2 separate regions of the Danio rerio genome follow, and region 1 is linked to region 2. A link is a contact called in public Micro-C data. All regions are on one chromosome and are shown on one strand. Each heading gives the region's core, a stretch centred on a gene start, on an enhancer-like site or on the middle of the called end of the contact. The rest is flanking DNA. Distances are from core to core; before and after follow the strand shown. Region 1 holds the start of kif1b (kinesin family member 1B). Region 2 overlaps kif1b (kinesin family member 1B).

Region 1 (3,787 bases), core at 78-2,577, 48 kb after region 2:
GGTAGACAGATGTAGATGATGAGGAATATTTCATGGGTTCTTCACATACTCATAAACATGGCTGCCGCTCGCCTGCAGTTGCAGGGCTGGGCCTGTTCACACACTCTTTACTAGTAAACACATCTGACTAACTGTCACCGGACCAGCATTACATACACAAATACATGCACTGACATATAACAAGACCAGTCTGTGTACTGTTACACTGCGTGTAACAATTATGGGCGTGACATTTGGTTTTTAATGATGGTTTTATTGACCCGTTTGTGAATTAAAGCGAATATGACGATGTAACAAAAAAAATTCTGTTCAAACCTACGAGTATAACTGTTCTAGCACATGACACCAAAAAAAGAGGATGTTTTCATCTTGTCCTTGTTGTCATTCATTGAATTAATGGCATACGCCCATGAAATTCAATCTGCCGGAGAAAACACGTCTACTTCATGAACGAGTGGTTATAAAACTATTTGTTCGTTCATCTGCTTTAATAGACACTTGTATTAACGTTACTAAAACAAAGCAATGTTAATTAAAAACGCTAATAGCTCGACAAATCCGCAGAGTTCCTTGAGTGCTTAATAACGGAGACGGGATACTGATAGACTCGCAACAATGCATCACCGGCGTTGCCATATGTGTGGCACAATTGACAAACTATGTCGTTTAATAATCTATAAAAACACTGATTGTAAGGCTAAAACATTATACTGTCGCCTCCTTTAACGATCGCATGTAACGATGCGATAACAAATCATTCTTCTGAATCGGATCTTTAAGGGAACCGGTTCCTCCAATCGCTGTGAACAATTCAATCTTCATCAATATTATCTGTTGTGGTGTATTCAACCGAGAATCGCTTGTCAGTTTATTCGTAAGGCTCTAACAACCGACAAATGTAGGGAAAATACGAAGATTTGTAGCGCACCGTAATTTGAATCACTGAATCGGTTACAAGCCGGTACTGTTCAAAAGAACCGATCAGAAGAAATGTGCCGAACTTTCCATCACTAATCGGATGTCTTTCTATGAACTCGGCGACTTTCTTTGCATGCCATTAGAATGTGTATTATCATGTATAAATAAAATAACTGTTATTAACTCTATGATAACACAATTAACGTTAATCTGCGCTGAAGAAATAAGCAACAAAAACAAGCAAAACATTTCTGTAAACAGCCATTTGCATTCCCAAACGCTAACTAACGTACTCGGACATTACATTTCCAACTCGAACGTATCAATATAACTGTCTTCTTAAAGAATAGACGCCACTTACCGTTATTTATCCACAATACACGTCTAGAACACCATAGAAATCCTGCACGATGCCAATTCTCAAATGACGTCTGCAACCAGCAGCAAAAATCAAAAAAGACTGATGATTAAGTTCTTAATAGTTCCTTTCTTGTTATAAACACCCATTATAGCTGCGTTTCATTCGCCAGCGCTGCACAAAATGCTTGCGATTAGGGTTTATTTTCTGAGGCAGGTTCTGGTGTCGTTTGACCGTTCCTCTAGCAGGCTTAGGATATGGATGAATGCCTTGATTTACTGAAATGATTACGTCAACTGCACTGTCAACACCGTGAATGACTGACCGCTTGGCCAATAAGAATGCAGAATTCTGTGAGCAATGCGTCGTGCTACCAATGAGAACGCTGGAAAAGCAGATGTGGGCTGGGCAGCCGTGACGCAATACTGCAGGGTCGCTTACGATCCGCTGTGGCGTGGCATCACAAAACACAAAAGTGAAGGGCGCCGCCTAGTAGAAAAATGGGTAAACTTAAAAATTCATCAGATGAATTCTTTAGAATCCTAAATTACTCACATTTAATTGTACTATCAGGCTAAAGTTTTATCAATTATAATACAATTAGAAACTATATATAATTACATCTATTGTTTTGTAAAATACTAATAAAACTATAAATCCTCTCAAAACTTGCACAACAATACAAATAGTTATTCACTGAGAGCAATTAATTAAAAAAAGAAAGAAAATGCTTTATCGCATATTACACTTTTGTAAGACAATACATAATTATGTATATTTTTGGTATAATGGGAAAAGATTAAACCTTGCCCAGTTGACTAACCATAACCACAAAACATAAAAAACATGCTAAAATAATTTTAGAAATATAAATTCCGTTTTTGAGTTAGCTGAACTTGAACCAAAACCAACTAAAATTGAAAAGGAATGACATATTTAGGAAAAAAATAGAAATGACAAAAACTACTGACATAAATAATAAAAACTATGTCAGAATAAAAATAAGACTTTGTTACTAAAAGCAGAAAAAATACAAAATCTAAAGCAAACAAGTATATTATTTAAGAAATATGTGCGCGCACACACACACACACACACACACATATATATATATATATATATATATATATATATATATATATATATATATATATTTATATATATATATATATATATATATATATATATATATATATATATATTATATTTTATATAATAAAATACTGATACAACTAAATTCTCTTAAAAATGCAAAACAATGCAAATGGTAATTCGCTGAGAGCAATTAATTAAAAAAAATTTTTTTTTGTATATTACACTTTTGTAATAGAAAATACATAATTATGTATATTTTTGATATAATGGTGAAAGATTAAACCTTGCTCAGTTGATTAACTATAACCACAAAAACATAAAAAACCTATGTTGAACTAACTGAAACTAAAAGAGAAAAATACATAACTACATTTCAAATAAATAATAGAAATGACAAAGTTACTAAGCATCTTTGAAAAAAAAAAACAAACAAACATCTATATTAGCATAAAAATAAGCCTTGGTTACTAAACTTGAAGCAGAAAAAAAAATCTAAATATTATTAAAAAGTATAATAATATTTAAGGAATATAGTAGCAATCCGGTTATTATATAAAATAACAATTATAGCATAAAAGTGTATTCTTTTATAAAAATGAAAAAAGGTACTACTGCAATATAGTGAAATAGAACATCTAAAAATATAAAGTAATACCATACAATAAAAGGTAATAGTTTAAATAAACTTAAATATTATTCATAAATGGCACAATTATTATTTTATGGCGTAAAAAATACCATCTACACTTAATTGCCTTTGTTTTGCAAAATATGTGGATGATGATGTAAGAAAGGAAATGCAACAGCTATAATTGTGTGCGCATTACCATTTATTACAGTTCAAAGAGCTGGGTCCAAAAGAAGTTTGTAGCAAAGGAAGCAAATCCCTGTACAGAATAGATAAACCATTTTAAGTCACTGGAAAAAAACACTCTTTAATTTATGCTAGAATCCAACAGCTGGGGTTAATATTAATAATAAAAGATGAACGTTTATGATCCAAAAAACTGTGGTGAAAACAACAAAACGAAACAAAAAAAGAAAGAGACATGTTGTACTGGCATTTTATAATGATCATGCTACAACACAGCTTCACATTCTTTCATTTCATCCTGGGTTTGAGCTCAGACGTCTGATTTAGCTTTTAGTCTATGGGGTACAAAAAAGAAACAAAAATGAAACACAGAGTCTGTCAAAGTCTGATACTCCAATGGTAACTTACCATCAAATGACATCAACATTTATGGTATTCTTCTCAAGGAGGCCTGTTATAATTCAATTTCCTCCTCTGACCATATAAAATAAACAGCAAGTTTGAGACTTGGTTGTAAATTGTATATCTAGAGCCAATGTTTTTTACTTATACTCGGCGTAAAAATAGAAATACTGGTGTTACTCAACATTCAAGTCTCACGA
Region 2 (3,496 bases), core at 331-2,830:
TATTAAAATGAAAATGGTAAAACAGTTGGTCTTTTTAAAACATAAAATTAATTTAGGAGTTTATTTTGACTATAAGGTTGATTTGAACTACAGCAGGGTTCATACACATTTTTACTACTAAAATTCCAAGATTTTCTATGAATTTTCAAAACTTTTAGGTAAATATTCAAGACCTAATGTTTCATGTAATGTCTATGTACATGTGGTAAATAAGAAAAAATGTATGTTCAAATTTATTACAGCATATCAAAAAAATATGTGACAATCTATGTAGTTTATGTTTATTTTATACCTGTAAAATAGTATATTCAAGTACACAGATATTTCTTTAACAATTTTCCATGGCTTTTCCAAAACATTTTGGGTTTATATATTTTCCCCAAATTTTTCCAGGCCTGGAAAATGCCTTGTCAAAATTCCATGATTATTCCAATTCAATACCCTGTACAGACATTATGATTTGTTACGCTGCTTTAGATTTTAAGTGATAACAAGTTGCATAAATTAGTAATAATCCTCTTTCTTAAAAATTTCAAGTGTTTTCCTAAGAATTTAAAGTTATAAAACCCAAAAAATATCATTTACTCACTATTTTCTTACCCTCAGGTGGTTCCAAACCATTATGGAGTTTCTTTATCTCTTTTTAACACAAAAGAAGATATTTTGAAGAATGCTACAAACAAGTAACCATTGACATCCTCAGAAGTCAAAACAAATACTATGGCTGCGTCTGAAATCGCCTACTACTCAATAGGCATTGCATTTGAACTTAAACGTACTACTCGACTGTTGGAAAAGTACATTCTATACAGTACTAATGTCAGTAGTATGAATGGAACTTGGACGCGATACATCTGCCATTTGTCATTACCTGCATCACTTCACTCCCATTCATGAATTCTCTCGCTGTGAATCATGGGATAGTATAGAGTGCATTTTATGCGCACTTTAAAATCTCACCGGAAGTAGTAGGGCATCCGGGTACTTCTCACATACCCTTTTCAAATTCTATGAATCTGGACATACTGCTCGACTCACATACTAATTTTAGCTTACTATATAGTATGGAAGTATGCGATTTTGGATGCAGCCTATGAAATGGCTTAATGGTTACTGATTTCCATCATTATTCTAAACATCTTTTCATCAGAAAAAAAGAAACTGAAACATGTTTAAAATAAGTAAATAGTAAATGATGAGATATTTTTCAATATTGGGAGAAAAACATAAATCAATTTTAGGTGAACTATCCCTTTAAGTGTTTCCAGATACAGTCTATCAGATCTATCGCGCTGTGCTATTTTGGAAGAAAGCCTGACATTGAGACTGCACCATGCCAAATGATCTATCAAATTAAGGTAAGAGCAAGCGAAAAAAGCTTGCTAGTGGGCATGCTAGCCTCATCCAATCCATCCCATATGTATCTGTTTTTGTCTGGGATTCCTTGTTGGAAAAAAAAACTGAGGCATGCAAAGCTGACAGTTTTATATTCCAGAAGCGATGAATAAGCTACTGGTAAGCGAAAAGGGGAAGAGCGAGAGAATGCGGCCCCATCACGCATATACACACATTTGCTTCCACTTCCAAGGCAATCATCCCCCATTGGCTCGACTGAAGGGAAGCAGGAAGAACAGAAGTCAGAATTGAGAGGACTAGTTGAGGAATGACTGACCAAGGGAGTTAGACACAATATTATGAAGACAAACATGAAATGGAAACACTTGAGTTTACATATTTGGAAAACAGCATATCCATCATATCTTCATATTAAGGCTCTCCATCAAATGTTGACATAATGGTTAAATGAATAAGTAGAAGAAACCACAACATAAAGACGACGCAGGGTTGGGCGAGACTGGCGTTAAATCACAGCTCAAGAATGTGACCTGCTGTTTGCCTGGAAACTGGGTAAGTAAAGCAGTGGCCATTGGGAGGCGCTGTATCTCGACTTACTGTCCAGGATGTCCCCGAGGCCTTGGGCACGGAGTAGCTCCTTCAGCCGTGACACCTCGTCCTTCAGCTCCCGCACCAGTTTGGCATTGGGGTCCTCGTTGATGACAGCATTGCACTTGATCTGCTTGGCTCTGTCCGCATATCTATGAATGAGCAAACAAAAGCAATGACCCCAAACAGCCATGGAAAAGCACAAGATTACTGTTTTATCTAGATCTAGAAAATCCACTTATTAAAATCAAGATCTAGGGTAGAAGTCTTACCGGAGTGTGCTGAGCGTTTCATCAAAGTTGATGTCAGCAGGGCTCAGTGCAGCCACCATTGCGGTCCTCGAATTGCCTCCTGGTAAACAAGCACATTTATGCAAACAATTAGAAACGATTAGAAATGCAATTTCGTTCGACTGGAGTATTGATCTAAGGTGGCCAATAAGGTTAAAGGACACACTTTCCACAGACGATTAAAAGGCACATGAGACAAGATGTGAAGATTGTAAACAGTGAGTGTTTTCTTTTTCTGTACATTTTTTAAAGCAGTGATATAACAATTTCCACAACACTACTTTACATTTGACTTTGGAGTTAAAAATTGTGCAATAAATTTGATGCAGCATAACACAAGTTACCATCTTATGGTAAAGCTCTGATTCTAGTCAGTTGAATATGAACTGTAACATTTACAGTAGTATTTCACAGAAATACTAAATTCTAAATTCTAATTCTAAATATGAAGCAATTGCTCACTTTATTGATGTCTAATCATCTTGTTTTATCCCATTTCTTTTTGCATCTTAGGGTGCTTTCACACCTGTGGATCGATTCTCTTGTTCCGAAACAGAGATTAAAATTGTTACAATGTTGCTTTGTTCTTGGGGCAGTTCGCTTTCACACAGCAAAGTTTCTAAATGGATTAAAATAGCTAAAACAAGTCACGTGTGAGTAAACTCTCCTCACATTGGTCAGAGTTTCACGGTTTACTTTGCAGAGTACAGATCAGCTGTCATGCGTCCTTATTTTAATTTATGCCGATGAGCAATAAGACATAAGCGAAAAGCTGCGCTTTCATTTCGAATAGAGACACACTCAGACGTTGTCACTAAATATAAATCAGAGCTAAGACTTTCTCATACATAGCAGTTGGCTTTTGTATTATAGGTTTTATATTATAGAGAGTTATAACTGATAAACCACTGCTAGTGTTCAATCAATTTTCCTAACGAATAAACAGCTCCCGTTAATAATTCAGAATGATTTCACTTTAGAGTTTAACATGAAATGCACATTTTCCGGTAGGAATGACATTCTGCCCTACTCATAATTCTCTCTTCATATACGATATATCCTGTGATATTGCCTGGTTTGGATTGTATTGCTTTCTCACTACAACCGATCTGCCTCAGAGTTCGTTGAAATCGAGCAGAGGCCACCTCATTCAGGCGATCTCGGACCAATTGTTTTGGCGCAGATCTGAACATGATTGCTGGATTCGCATATGCCAAACAAACAGCGCTAACTGGGGAAACACGACAGGTTTCGAAACAAAA

Evidence for each region. Hi-C and Micro-C count contacts between places; a contact is called where the count stands out from the background.
Region 1: a contact with region 2 is called in a Micro-C map of caudal fin, with 11 times the contacts expected there. The contact joins the promoter of kif1b here to the enhancer-like site in region 2. A contact is called at or near these places in 3 of 18 Hi-C or Micro-C datasets (caudal fin, embryo and an unstated tissue) and 1 of 4 datasets of contacts at active chromatin or transcription factors (caudal fin).

Annotation. Positions count from the first base shown.
Region 1 is chr23:32,444,324-32,448,110 of GRCz12tu, forward strand. kif1b (kinesin family member 1B) reads right to left here and starts at 1,328. Exons shown (of 47, transcript NM_194382.3): 1 at 1,280-1,328. It overlaps ube4b (ubiquitination factor E4B, UFD2 homolog (S. cerevisiae)), which reads right to left. Exons shown (of 27, transcript NM_194362.2): 27 at 3,184-3,787.
Region 2 is chr23:32,396,076-32,399,571 of GRCz12tu, forward strand. It overlaps kif1b (kinesin family member 1B), which reads right to left. Exons shown (of 47, transcript NM_194382.3): 11 at 2,217-2,295; 12 at 1,954-2,096. Among named protein-coding and RNA genes, the nearest start is that of kif1b, 48 kb to the right of the region's middle. Within about 2 kb of position 1,581, at least 8 of the 62 cell types and tissues checked have an H3K27ac peak or open chromatin away from gene starts, as enhancers often do. A contact at or near this core is called in caudal fin, where this site is marked.